5 separate regions of the Mus musculus genome follow, and all the other regions are linked to region 3. Evidence: chromatin contacts called from public HiCAR-type, HiChIP or PLAC-seq and promoter capture Hi-C data. All regions are on one chromosome and are shown on one strand. Each heading gives the region's core, a stretch centred on a gene start, on an enhancer-like site or on the middle of the called end of the contact. The rest is flanking DNA. Distances are from core to core; before and after follow the strand shown.

Region 1 (2,700 bases), core at 164-2,663, 360 kb before region 3:
TGCTCCTTGGTTCCTCACCTGACTTCAACAGCCAGTTTGGCCTTGTGGACATCCCTGTAGAGGTGAGTGGTTCTGAGCAGTGGCCCTGGCCCAGCCTGGCCCAGCTCAGCCACAGACCCAGCTCAGCCTGCTTCCTTCTTGACAGTTCAAGCTGGTCATCGGCCAGGTCCTGGCCCTGGACTTCTGCCTGGCACTCCTGGCTGACCGTGTCCTACAGTTCTTTTTGGGGACTCCGAAGCTGAGAGTGCCTTCCTGAGAAGATGGTGCTGGTATCCACTGCCTACCCTGGCTGCCACTGAACAGGAAAACCGCCGCTGCCCCAGGAGGGAGCACTGCTCCCATCTCCACAGTGAGGCAGCCCTGCCTTGCTCTTGGAAGACTGAGTTGGGACCCTTGTGGGCATCCGCTGGCCGGGCTAGTAGAAGAGTCCTGGCTAGCACCTTTGGTAAATAAATCGGCGTCTGCAATTTTATAAAGCTTGCTGCCACTTATATCTGTGCCACACAGGGCCCCCTGGGAATTGGAGGGGCCAGGTGGTCACTCAAGGGCCTAGGATTACCACAGGCCCAGAGGAGAGAGACACCCTCTGCGGGCGTTCCTGGACCTAGGACCTCAGGTTTTCTAGTGTCGTGCACATCCTCTCTCTTGTCAGGCGCACTGTCACTGGCCACCGTGGATAGCCTCCTTACATGCATGGAGGTCACAGTGCAAGGTGTTTGTGGCCTTGCCTGCCCTAAAACCACTGACTGCTTTGAAAGGGAGCCGACCACCTCAGGAGCCTCACCCACTTAGACAGTGGTTTGCACTTTTACTTGAAGATTTATTCTCTCTTCATGCTGAACCAGAAAAGAAGACATCAGATCTCATTATAGATGGTTGTGAGTCACCATGTGGTTGTTAGGGATTGAACTCAGGACCTCTGGAAAAACAGACAGTGCTCTTAACTGCTGAGCCATCTCTCCAGCCCTGGTGTGCATCATTAATCTCAGCAGGCAGAGGCAGGGGATCTCTGAGTTGGAGGCTAATCAGTCCCACACACCAAATAAACCAAGCCAGGCCACATAGTGAGACACTTGTCTCCAAAACAACAAAACAAACAAAATAAGCCTGCCCTGGAGATTTGGGGTTTATTGCAGTCCTTCATTGCAGTTCTTCACAGGAGTGCCCTGGATCTAAAAGCCTAGGCGGGGAGTTAAATCTAGTCGCTGGGTGTGGAATGTTCTGGGGCAGACATCCCCGGCTTGCTGGAAGAGTGCTACAGGGACTTAGGGTGCTACAGAAATCTACAGAAGGGACCCCTGGCTCGCTGGGGCTCCTCTACTGGGGTAAACTCTGGAAGCTAGTCAAATGCGATGGCGACTTCCGGGAGGGGCGTGGTCGTCTCGAGGCGTGGCATAGCTGGGGCGGGGCGACACCACTGGGTCGGCAGAGGCAGGAAATCGGGCTGGTCCCGGGCGGCGCGCAGCCCTGTCCCTTTCTCAGCATTGCCGCGCGTTCCCCACCCCACCCCCTGCCCCCGGGCATCGCCATGGACTCAGCGGAGACAGGTACGGGGTGGGGACCGAAGGGGGGGGGCCTCCCACCACCGCTCCTCAGTTCCTAAACCAGAAAACCCAACTTACCCCTGAGCTATCTGACAGCCGGGAAAGGAGTACTGACAGGGGAAGGAACGAGGGGATCCCCGAGCACCTTGGAGACCCCTGAAGCGCACAGTGCTCACGACGCCAGCCTTCAGCCCTCGGATTGCCCGCCAGAGCGGGCACCCCGGATGCCTGGGGGAAGGGGCCCAGGAAGGGGAAGTGGCCGCTTCTGCTTCTGATCGTAGGATGGATGGGGGCAGGGTGTCATGGCCAATATTCCTGCAGGTAGCCCCGAGGCATCAGGCTAGGGGGCGGCGGCAGAATTGTGGCTAGAACTGGGTTATGTTTCCGGCTGTCTTTGTGTATCGAGTGTCATTCAGTCCTGTCCCTCGTGGTTTCAGCGGTACTCGCGTGTGTTTATACCGCAGGCTAAGTGCCTGTGTGTCCCACGTGCTTTTCCATCTGTCTGGCCTGGGGTCCATGTGGCTCCATTGTCAAGCCAGCCCTCTACTCCAGCATTCATATGGCAGCTGCATCTGTTTCCTTCCTTTGCTTATGGGTCCTCCCATGCATGGTGTCCCTGTGGCTGTGAGCAAACGCTTCTCTGAGATTTTACCTGGATCCATCTGTGGAATCAGAAATGACCCCACCGAAGCGCTCTCTCTCTCTCTCTCTCTCTCTCTCTCTCTCTCTCTCTCTCTCTCTCTCTCTCTCTCTCTCTCTCTCTCTCTCTCTCTCTCTCTCTCTCTCTCTCTCTCTGTCCCCCTCCCTCCCCCCTCCTTCTCTCCCCTCTCCGCCCGCCCCCCTTCCCACCTCTGCTTGAGAGTGGTTGTTGAGGTACATTCGGATTGCTTTGCCACTACTAATGGGTGGAGAGAGACACTGGTTGGCTCATGTTTTCTTACACTTCCCTCCCCCAGAGCTAACCCCAGCTCCTGAGGGCAGGAAGAGATACAGTGACATCTTCCAGAGCCTGGACAACCTCGAGATATCATTGGGGAACGTGTGAGTCTGAGCCTGTGTCACCACATTGGGCAGAGCTCCCTAATTATTTGGGTATCATGCTGCCCCACATCCAGACACCCTGACTTCCAACCTCCTGAGCCTAAGACAGGAGCCC
Region 2 (2,700 bases), core at 127-2,626, 350 kb after region 3:
CTAGGTTAACAGCTAGCATCTCTCATGCAGAATTTTAATTCCAGAGATTTTGTTCTAGATCAGGTATCAGTCCTGGTCTGGGACTGAACTGGAAGCATGCAGAAGCCCTGGGTCCTTCAGGGCTTAAGGTCAGTTTGGGCTGTACATACTGAGTTTTGGGCCACCCTAAGATGCATGAAACCCTATTTTAAAACAGAAGCCTGGTGTGACAGCTCATGTTTGCCATCCTGGCACTCAGGTGACTAGAAGACTGTTGTAAGTTTAAAGTTAATTTGCGCTACATAATGAGTGGGAGACGAGATTGAGACACATAAGACTGTCTAAATAAATACGTGCTGGAGAGATGACTCAACGGTCAAGAGCACTGACTGCTCTTCCAGAGGTCCTGAGTTCAACTCCCAGCAATCACATGGTGGCTCACAACCATCTGTAATGGGAATCCAGTGCCCACTTCTGCTTTGTCTGAAGACAGCGACAGTTTATGTATGCACATACGTGAAATAAACAAATAAGAGTCAGGTGTGGTGAATGCCCTGCCCGTGCACAGTGCTAGAGAAGACAGTAAGAGCAGAAGTTTCAGGTCACTTTTGCTTTGTGAGTTACAGACTAGCCTGGAACAAATGAGACCCTAATCCAAAACAAGACTCAACACAAGCAGATGAGGTAACTCACGCTTGTCATCCCAGTACTTTAGAGACTGAGGAAGATGCATTTCAAGGAGACAGAGGCCCCAGTCTGGGCTGCTATCTCAAAATTTTAATGACTCTCTTTATAGTTGGGTGGCCGAGGCAGGATGATTACCAGGAACTGGAGGCTAATTTGAGCTATCATCTAAAGAAACACTAACTCTCCCCCAGGAATGTCAGGCTGACTGGAATGGCTCTGAGCCTCAAGGTCACAGTAGGAGCACAAGGAGCCGTCCGGCCCGAGTCCTCTAAACGGACTTCAACTCTTCCGGCCAAACTCTGAAGGAGAAACAACAACAACAAAAGAACCAAACCAGATAAGGCGTGACTCAAACAAACACGGGGTCCCCGCCCCTTTGAGCGGGGAAACTGAGGTACACGCGCACCCCAAGCCGCTCAGGGCTCCAGGTCACACAACTAGGGTTTCCATCTAGATTGGCCCGCGCTATCGCTGCGAATCCGGGAAAACTGAGGCTGTGTCCCCGAGCTAGGATGGGCCCTCCCTCCCCTCCGTGGCCTCCTGACGCCCCGAGTTCCCGCCCTGCCCGGCCCCGGCGGCTCCAGCCTCGGCACCTGCACATCTGGCGGCCTGGCTCGCGCTTCCGGGAGGGCGCCCTAGCGCTTACGTCATCATAGAGCGTCCACGAGCGCCCCCTGTCCTGGCGCCTAGGAGCCTGCGCGTACTCACCGCGAGGAGGCGGGAGGACCAAATTGTAGAAGCCCTAACGTGAACGCCAAAAGGATGAGCAATCGCAGCACTAGATACGCGCACGCGCTGTGTCCCAAACATGGCTTTTAAGCAATCCGGAAGTGGGCAATTAAATGTATTATTTATCAATCCAGTGTTACACAAGGAAACCCTATCTCGAAAAGTAAACAAAAAGACAAGGTCATATGTACTCAGGCTGGATTCCAGCTCGCCATGGAGCCTAGGTTACCCTTAAAATCCTGGTCATCCTGAAATGGCGTGTACGCCATTGTATGCCACCATGTGTGACTTTCAGATTTTTGAGGTATCGCTGTAGCCCAGGCTGGCCTGGTACTCGGTATTGTGAGAAATAATCCCCTCTCTCTAATAAAGAGTCTGGTGAAAGAGATGCAGGGATTTGACTTGTTTTGTTTGGGTTTTTCTAGACCGTTTCTCTGTGTAACAGAGCTCTGCCTGTTCTGGACTTGCTTATTTAGACCAAGCCAGACTCGAACTCATAGAGATCTACCGGCCTCCTGAGTGGTCGGATTGAAGGCCTGTGCCACCAGGACCGGCCAGTTTTGGTTTTATGAAACAAGATTTCTCTTTTTATCTCTGGTTTTTCTGGGACTTTTTCTGTACGTCCAAATAAGAGAAACCGTTTTTAATATGCCTTCTGCAAAAAAAGGATTTCAGCATAGAAAAAAAGGCAGAGGCTGGCATGCTGATTTCTTGCAAACAAGGCAGTATTTGATTTCTTTTTTTCTTCTCCTACTCCTTTCTTTGTGTAGTCCCGGCTGTCCAGGAATGCCCTTTAGTGTTTTGAACAGGTTGCTCTTTAACTCAGAGATCTGTCTTTCTCTGCCTCCTCTGTGCTGGGATCAAAGGTATGTACTACTATGGCCAGCTAACGTAGTAGTTTTTTTTTTTTTTTTTAAGATTTATTTATTATATGTAAGTACACTGTAGCTGTCTTCAGACACTCCAGAAGAGGGAGTCAGATCTCATTACGGATGGTTGTGAGCCACCATGTGGTTGCTGGGATTTGAACTCCGGACCTTCGGAAGAGCAGTCGGGTGCTCTTACCCACTGAGCCATCTCACCAGCCCCCCGTAGTAGTTTTTAAAGTCCTGATCATAAGTAACCTCAGGCTTTTTCCCATAACTGGATACTCAGAGAGTTACAATCTTTGTATACCTTACCATAGTCTTTAAATTCCCCATTCTATTCCAGGGATTTAAAATCTTATCAAATGAGTCGTCTAGGCTTGAGCCTGACTATTCCTTCTCTGATTGTGGCATGGGTCACATAGTACAGTGCCTGTAA
Region 3 (2,700 bases), core at 84-2,583:
GGGTTTATCTGTTAGCTCTGGCTGTCCTGGAACTCACTTTGTAGATCAGGCTGGCCTCGAACTCAGAAATCCACCTGCCTCTGCCTCCCGAGTGCTGGGATTAAAAGCATGCGCCACCACGTTCGGCCCTGGTTTTTATTTTTTTTTCCTGTTTTTTGTTTTGTTTTTGAGACAGTCTTAAAATATGAAGCACTAGTGGCTTCAGTCTGGCTACACAGCCTAGGCTGTCATTAGTCTTAAAACATGCTCCTGTCTTAGCTCTCTAAGAGAGAGGACAGCTATGCGATCCACTATGCCGGGCTGTCTAGTGAGGAGGGTGTGGCTCAGAGAGTGACGTGCACACACACAGACATCCAGGCTACTGTCTGAACTGGGGTGATGGTGTAGTGAGCTGGGGAGGTCGCTCATACAACACAGGTCTTACGTTTGCATGGTGAGCTCCATCCGTGGTGAGTGAGAACACTGACCGGGCATGGTGAGACACATCTGTTACTTGAGCATTTTACAGCAGGATCAGAACCTCAAGGTCATCCTTGTCTACATAGAGAAGTTCAGACCCTACTAAAACCAAACAGGGTTAGCAAGCCTGTTCAGCCGGTTGAGGCTTTTTCTGTGAAGTCTGAGTTTGATCCCCTGGGGTCCACATGATAGCGAGAGAATTGACTCTAGCAAGGTATCCAATGTCCTCCCACACACAAAGTAAGAACTCCTCCCCCCCCCCCCCCCACGTCCAAGTAAAAACAAAACTAGAAAGCTAGAAAGTTGGTTAGTTGACTAGGAGCAAGTATTGCTTTTGTAGGGAACCCAAGTTCAGTCTAAGCCCTCTTCTCAACCAATAAACAACCACATGTATCTTTAGGGTCAAAGGATCTGGCCTTCTCCTCTGGACTCCAAGGACTGCAGCTACGTGCAAAATACAAAAAACCCCACAAGATACAGATACATACTAGAAAATAAAACCAACCGGGTAGTGGTGGCACAGGCTTTCTTTAATCCCCAGTACTTTGAGGCCAGCGTGGTCTACAGAGTGAATTTCAGGACAGACCAGCAGAAGTTACATAGGTACTCTGTCACACGCACACGCACACACACACACACGGCACACACACGACACACACCACACACACGGCAAGGGCAAAAAGAGAAAGAAAAGAAAAAAGAAGGAAAAGCCAGCAGACGAAACGACCTCATGCTCCAGCTAAAACTACAGTTCCCAGCATGCATTGCGCACACCCATCCCATTCTTAGCCCGATGACTGACTTCCCAGGATGCTCGTCAACAGCATTCTGTCTCTAATTGGCCAAGATACCTCAGCGCTTCCCCGCCTCCAGCCTCGTACCGCTGTGCGCCCAGGGAGCGGACATGGTGAGCAGGCCCTCTGGGATCCCCGGGGTGGAGAACGGCCTAACTGAGCTGAGAGGGTTCCCCAAACCGCGCGGGCTATTTGGAAGTGTCGTGTAGTCAGTGGTGCTGGACGCGTTGGGAGGTGAAGCTAGGGCTCTGGACTGGAGTGAGGGAGCTGGGATTGCAGCTATCTTTGCTTTCTGACAGGGTCCCATGTAGCCCAAGTTGTACTAGAACTTATTCGTAGCCTATGGGGACCTCGGACTTCTGATTCTCCTGGCTCTGGAGTGCTGAGATGTCAAACTTGTGCCACTATTCACGGCTTTCTGTTTGTCTTTTAAAATCTTTTTTTATTTTTCATTATTTTATTTATTTAAGTATGAATGTTTTGTATGTATGTCTGTCTACCGTGTGTGTGTGTGTGTGTGTGTGTGTGTGTGTGTGTGTGTGTGTGTGTGTGTGTGTGTGTGTGTGTGTGCTGTTCTTAGAGGCCAGAGAAGACATGTAGGATTCCCTGAGAGTGGAGTTAGAAAGGGCTGTGAGCTGCCAAATGGATGCTGGGAATTGAACCTGTGACCTCTGGAAGAGCAATCAGTACTCTTAAGCCCTGAGCTATCTCTCTAGCGTCCCAGTCCTTTTATTTTTTTCTATTTACCCATTAAAAATTATTTACAAAGGGTCTTACTTGTTGGTGTTGATGGGCAGTGATGGCAAATGCCTTTAATCTTAGCACTTGGGAGGCAGAGGCAGGTGAATCTCTGTGAGTTCGAAGCCCGCCTGGTCTACAGAGTGAGTTCTAGGACAGCCAGGGCTACACAGAGAAACCCTGTCTCAAAAAAATCCAAGCAAAATTGTACACCAGTACACCTGGCTGACAGATTTTTATATTGATCTGTATTTCATGTTAATTGGGTATGAAAGCAGAATGCAGGCAGGCAGCTCTAGTGGCACACAGTGTATATAATTAGATAATTACAGAAATGAGTGCTGTGTCGGCGGGAGCCTGACTTAGCTTCCTTCTGAAAGATTTGTGGAGCTGTGCTCTGAACTCTTCCTGGGATGGAGAGCTGGCGTCTATCATTTGGTAGAGTGCTTACCTAGCATGGACGGGGCTCCACCCCTGCACTGCACAAACTGGGTGTGGGTACACGCTATCACCCTAGCACTCAGGAAGTGGGGACAGGAGGACCAGCAGTTCAGGGTCACCTTCAGCTGTGTTCTGAGATCCAGACCAGCCTGGGCTATAGGAAATCAACCTATCTCTGGCCTTCCCTTCTTTCCTTGGTTTCTTTCTTCTTTCTTTCTGTCTTGTGTTTGTTTGTTTGTTTGTTTGTTTTGTTTTGTTTTATTTTGTT
Region 4 (2,700 bases), core at 114-2,613, 400 kb before region 3:
TCTGCAGCTATGTAAACCAGGCTAGCCTCAATCTGCCAACCTCTTCCTCCCAAGTGCTGGGTTAAAAGTAGACTGACCAACCAACCCAGCAAGAACTATAATTTTTAACAACAAAAAACAAAACAAAACAAAACCATGCAGGGCAGTGGGAGACAATGCCTTGAATCTTGGCACATGGAAGGCAGAGAGAAGCAGGTGTATGGCTATGATTTCAAGGCCAGCCTCTACAGAGTGAGTTTTAGGCCAAAGCAGACCTAACAAAAAACAAAATAAGCAAAAAAGACAACAACAAAACCCCAACCAAACAAAAAGCAAACACAAAATAGTGATACCCCATAAATATGGCGATAGGAAGCTTCAGAACTGAACGTCATGTTTCCTCAATCTGCACTAAGATTTAAATAATCACAATATAAATCCTAACAACTTATGAAAAATTAAGAAACTGATTCTCAAGTTTATGTGGAGAGTGGAAAAAAACGAAAATGGTCCACACAATTCCAAAGAAACAGCACACAGACTTAAAGTGTATATATATAGTTATAGATATTATATATACACATGTTATATACACACACATATATATATGGGGTGTGTGTGTGTGTGTACCTTTTTTTGACAAAGTAGCAAAGGAAACTCAACAAAGGGCAGAATAGCAAAAGGTTATTAGCAGAACCGATGTCTATAGACAAGAAATTAAATAGAGTTTCACAATGTTGGGGCTGGAGAGATGGTTTAATGGTTGGGAAAACCGGCTGCTCTTCCAGAGGACCTGAGTTCAATTCCTAGTACCAACATGGCAGCTCAACAACAGTTCCAGAGGATCTGACATCCTCACAAAGACATACATACATTTTGGCAAAATACCAATGCACAAAAAATAATAATTTTTTTAAAGTTTAAAATTCACAGTATTAACTCAAGTTGATTGCTTTGACCTAAATGTTACATGAAAATTCAGAACTTCTAGAAAGTAGCAGAAACTAGATGACCTATTGTTTTACAACCTTCTGATGAGATACCCAAAGCAGGACTGTATAAAACGCCTGCCCCAGACAGAGCACCGACTCTTTCCTGCGCGAGGCGGAGCCTCCGCAGGGAGGCTCCGCGCTCTGCGCAGGCGCGGACCACGGCGAAGAGGACACAGGGCCCAGCGCCACACAGCACTGAATGCCGCTGCCGCCCCGCCCCAGCCTCGGGGAGGATCCACCACAGCGGGCAGGGACAGCGGCCCTTGCTCACCATGGCGCGGCTTCCGAACTCGCCCGCGCTCTCCTCACTGGTCCCGGCAGCAGCGCTCACAGCACAACACACCGCACCTCCCTGTGCCGCAGAGCCGAGCCACAATATGGCGGCCGTGAAGAACCCGCCTCTTGCCGCTCTCCAGTAGTCCTGATTAGACGGCACGGTTCTAGAACCTGATTGGCTACCAAAGCCTGAGTGACACTAGCTTCCAAAGCCGAAGTGTGGGATTCAAATGACAGCCATAGCCCCGCCCTCCTTGCTTCTAAGCAGAACTAGCTTCTCCCTGGTAAAGCAGTACTCCATCACCAAGTCGTCACTGTGCACACCGAGTGCTCATTGCAGCAATCCTGCTGCCTCACAATTAGAAAGGTGCTCAGGTCAGTTTTAATTAGAAGGTCAAATTATAACTGGACATGATGTTCTCCAGGCATCAGGAATTTGAGTAAGGAACATCTATGGTTTATACATCTGTCCCAGGTTGCACATTAACACAAGTATTCATTTCCTCTATTTTCATAGCATGTGTGTTCTTCCAGTTAAGATCTCTATCCAGCCGGGCAGTGCAGGCAGTGGTGGCACACACCTTTAATTCCAGCACTTGGGAGGCAGAGGCAGGCAGATTCCTGAGTTCGAGGCCAGAGTGGTCTACAGAGTGAGGACAGCCAAGGCTACACCAGAAACCCTGTCTTGAAAAAACCAAAACAAACAAACAAACAAAAACCAAAAACCTCTCTATCCTTCCATCTCACCCCCGTTTCTCCTCTCCAGGCCTCTACAGACATTCTAATTTAAACAAAAGCAAAAAGAAAAAGAAAAAGAAAATTGAAGACGTGGGTCAAGGAAATGACTTAGTAGGTTAAGCATGAACATAGTAGAAGAAGACCAACTCAGGAAAGTTGTCCTCTGGCCTCCACAAGTGTGTTCTTCACACACACATAAATATACACAGACACACACACACGTACATAGCCACTAAATCATCAGAACATTTTATTATTTAATTTTTGGTTTTTTGAGTTAGAGTTTCTCTGTGTAGCCCTAGCTATCCTGGTGTTTTTGTTTTTGTTTTTTGTTTTTTTGTTTTTTTCCAAGACAGGGTTTCTCTGTATAGCCCTGGCTATCCTAGAACTCACTCTGTAGACCAGGCTAATCTCAAACACAGAGGTCTACCTGCCTATGCTTCACGGGTGCTGGGAAAAAGGCGTTCACCCATTTTTACTAAAGAAGAAGTGGGGGAGTACTGGCAGTAGAAACAATAAGAAGGAAAAACCCAGCAAAGCTAATGGAGTCAATGAACAGATCAGTGAGTGGTGTTCAGTCGTGTAATGATTAGTCTTGATTGTCAAAGTGATAGGAGCAACCCTCCAGCATGTATGTAAGGGTGTTTCTAAATAGGGTAGTTGAGATAGGAAGGCTCTTCCTAAAAGTGGGCAGTATCATTACCTAGACCACAAT
Region 5 (2,700 bases), core at 46-2,545, 440 kb after region 3:
TCAGGCCCTGCTACAATCCAGGCCTCCACACTCACACCTCAAAGGTGAGTGCTGGGCTCCCAGCACACTTCAAACGTTCCCGCTTCACCTACTTCTCCACACAGGCACCTCGGAAAGGAAGGCCAGCCCAGGCGTGTCCTCACTGGAAGCTAGAGCACAGCCTGTCCACCTGGGCAGCGCACCCTGTATCTTCAATGTGGGGCGTCTAGAGCCAGACCCATTCTGGCTCACCTGGGACTCCGGGAGGTGTCCCGGGACCGCCATGGTCAGGCTCTGCACCTCTCTAGGCTTTGAATCCGCACCTTTGCCTACAAGCGACAGTGGAGTCCAACTTCCACGCAAACCTCCAAAACCCCAACACCCCGCAGGGCATTAGGGTCCGACCCAACCTCTTCAAATTTGCAGCCACAATGAACCCACGTGTCCTGTTTCAAATCTCCAGCTTGGATACTTGGGACTCTGCGGCCCTAAGACCTGAAGCTGTCCTCCAGTGCCATGGTCTCACAGCCAACCCCGAAAGCTCACACCTGTCAGGTTTGTGTGACCCCAGAACTCCCGAGGCCTTACAACCCTCAGATGCTGTGCCTGCCCTGGGCATCCTGTGACCGCTCAAGTCCTAACTCCTGATCTCCCATACACCACCGACTCCCTAGTGAGCCCCTGATCCTGCACCCGATGAACCGCCACGTGACCCCAGCAACCCCTTGGCTCTTGTTTGACCCATTGATTTCCTGTCCCCTCAGGTATTCTGAGACCCCAAGCCCCCTTGGAGCTCTCAAGCTCATGCCCATGCCCTCTATCTCATGTGACCCCCCCACCAAGACCCTGGAACTCGAGTACCTCAATATATTCTGTCCTTTGTGTATTCTGTGACCCCAAAGGACCCTCAGGTCTCGCACACCCACAATCACACACCCTTCTGGTCTCGCGTGACCCCATGAGCCCCTTGATCTCGTGTGTACCCCTGAAATCCCGCACCATTTTGATCTCCAGTCACTCCCCGATCTCCTCGGGATCTCCTGTGTCCCCCCTGAAATCCCGCACCATTCTGGTCTCGCGTGACCCCATGGTCCCCGGTCCCGCGTGGCCCCGCACCGCGCACTCACTTCTCGCGCGCCTGCCCGTCCGAGGGCGCGCAGCCCTTGCTCGCCTTGCCGTACATGCTCCGCACCTGTCAGGCGCGCGTGGCCATCGCTGCCCGCGCCCCGATCCCCGCGGCCATGTCCGCGCGGGAGCTCCGGCCGCGGGTGGGTTCTCGCCGCGCTGCCCTCCCCGGGCTGTTCCGGGAAGCGCGCCACCGCCACCGCGCGCTCCCGCCGCTCTTAAAGTGGCAACGGCGGGAGCGCGGGTGGGCCCCCCCCCCGCGCGCGCGCTGGGAGCGCGCACGCGCAGAGCCCGCGGGGGCGGCACTGCCCACCAATAGGCTGCGCACCAATAAGTACAGACTTCAATACCTCCCCCCAAAGATATTCAAGCCCGGGACGCGCTCCAGCAGTTGCTATTTGTGCAATTGGGAAGCTGAGGCAGGGGGATGGCCGCGAGCTCCAAGCATACCTCGGCTGCGGAGCAAGACTCCCAGTTGTACAGATCTGGGGGTGGGGGTGGGGTGCTGTGGATATCTCCGTTTCGACTCAGGAACTGCACTAGGCTCTTGGGCTCACAGGATATGCGCCCATGACATTCTACTCCCAGGACACTCTCTGCGAGCCAATACAGCGCTGCGGGCTGTGAGGGGCCCTTTTGAGAGAGTTTCATATAGGCCAGGCTTGTCTCAAACACATAAAACAGATAACCCTGAAATTCTAATCCTCCTGCCTCAGCCTCCCTAGCGTTTGCACGACAGGCGTGTGCCACTTAGCCTGGTCTGTGTGCTGTGCACAGAGCCCGGTTTTTTTTTTTTTGTTTTTTTTTTTATGCATGCCAGCGTTGTAAGGACTGAACCCCAGACCAAGCACGTTTTGTTTGTTTTTCTGAAAGTGTTTCTTAACGCGGTAGACAGAGGCAGGAGGATCTCTGTGAATTCGAGGCCAGCCTGGTCTATATGGCGAGTTCCAGGACAGCAGCCAATACATAGTGAGACCCTGTCTCAAAGTCGGAGTAAAAACGGTGTCTCCTGTAGCCCAGGCTGACCTCCAGCTCTCTACTTCACTAAGGCTCCTTGAACAGGTGGTCCTCCTGCCTCCACCTCTGGGTGCACGCTGGGAATGAGAGCATGCTTCTTTCCCCCACTCCAGCGCAGACGCACGTGTATAACACGCGGCCCCGTGAGAGCACGAGGGGTCGTGGCGCATGGGCGTCGGGAAGCATCCAGGCTAAGGCTTGCTATCGCTGCAAGTGTCCCCGGTTGGACACGACGGGTTTAGTGGGGACTTGCTGGAGATTGCGCACAGGTGGGTCGTCAGCACCCGGTGGCGCAGTCATGAGCTCAGGTTTCCTGTGTGAGTGTGACAGCATGCAGGTCACCACGGCGCTAAGTCTCGCGTGGTGTCCCTGGTGCAGGCAGATCCCCTAGCCCGGGCCTCCCCGCCCCCACCCTAGTGGGCGGGCGGGAAGCCGAGCCGCCGTGGTTCCAGGCGCTCAGGAAAGGCTGCCGGGGCGCGCCCCGCCTCCTCCCCCAGGGCTCAGCTGGGCCGACGCCGGCCTTTCCCATTTCCTGCTTGGCCCGCCACCCCCTCCCCCAGCTTCCTCTCCCCGCCGCGG

Evidence for each region. HiCAR-type assays count read pairs that join an accessible place to other places. HiChIP or PLAC-seq counts read pairs in DNA pulled down with a chosen protein or histone mark. Capture Hi-C pulls out chosen DNA fragments and counts their contacts.
Region 1: a contact with region 3 is called in a promoter capture Hi-C map of liver. The contact joins the promoter of Gmip here to the promoter of Tmem161a in region 3. A contact is called at or near these places in 6 of 39 promoter capture datasets (3T3-L1-derived adipocytes, HPC-7-derived erythroid cells, fetal liver and 3 more), 3 of 115 datasets of contacts at active chromatin or transcription factors (bone marrow-derived macrophages and effector CD8 T cells) and 5 of 9 other capture datasets (adipose tissue, embryonic stem cells, liver and 2 more).
Region 2: a HiCAR-type map of astrocytes shows a contact between it and region 3, with 2.3 times the contacts expected there. The contact joins the promoter of Kxd1 here to the promoter of Tmem161a in region 3. A contact is called at or near these places in 2 of 115 datasets of contacts at active chromatin or transcription factors (astrocytes and pancreatic cancer cells) and 3 of 9 other capture datasets (adipose tissue, liver and pancreatic islet).
Region 4: a contact with region 3 is called in a FOXA1 HiChIP or PLAC-seq map of pancreatic cancer cells. The contact joins the promoter of Zfp866 here to the promoter of Tmem161a in region 3. A contact is called at or near these places in 2 of 39 promoter capture datasets (pre-B cells and stem cell-derived epiblast-like cells), 2 of 115 datasets of contacts at active chromatin or transcription factors (bone marrow-derived macrophages and pancreatic cancer cells) and 2 of 9 other capture datasets (adipose tissue and liver).
Region 5: a promoter capture Hi-C map of adipose tissue shows a contact between it and region 3. The contact joins the promoter of Ssbp4 here to the promoter of Tmem161a in region 3. A contact is called at or near these places in 1 of 115 datasets of contacts at active chromatin or transcription factors (pancreatic cancer cells) and 2 of 9 other capture datasets (adipose tissue and liver).

The regions. Positions count from the first base shown.
Region 1 is chr8:69,807,274-69,809,973 of GRCm38.p6, forward strand. Gmip (Gem-interacting protein) reads left to right here and starts at 1,414. Exons shown (of 21, transcript NM_198101.1): 1 at 1,414-1,547; 2 at 2,501-2,585. The coding sequence starts at 1,529. Atp13a1 (ATPase type 13A1) reads left to right here. Exons shown (of 26, transcript NM_133224.2): 25 at 1-62; 26 at 146-476. The coding sequence ends at 256.
Region 2 is chr8:70,521,804-70,524,503 of GRCm38.p6, forward strand. Kxd1 (KxDL motif containing 1) reads right to left here and starts at 1,377. Exons shown (of 5, transcript NM_029366.2): 1 at 1,260-1,377.
Region 3 is chr8:70,171,075-70,173,774 of GRCm38.p6, forward strand. Tmem161a (transmembrane protein 161A) reads left to right here and starts at 1,334. Exons shown (of 12, transcript NM_145597.4): 1 at 1,334-1,366. The coding sequence starts at 1,364.
Region 4 is chr8:69,773,548-69,776,247 of GRCm38.p6, forward strand. Zfp866 (zinc finger protein 866) reads right to left here and starts at 1,364. Exons shown (of 4, transcript NM_177899.3): 1 at 1,243-1,364. The coding sequence starts at 1,245.
Region 5 is chr8:70,607,019-70,609,718 of GRCm38.p6, forward strand. It overlaps Ssbp4 (single stranded DNA binding protein 4), which reads right to left and starts at 1,296. Exons shown (of 18, transcript NM_001372473.1): 1 at 1,107-1,296. The coding sequence starts at 1,162.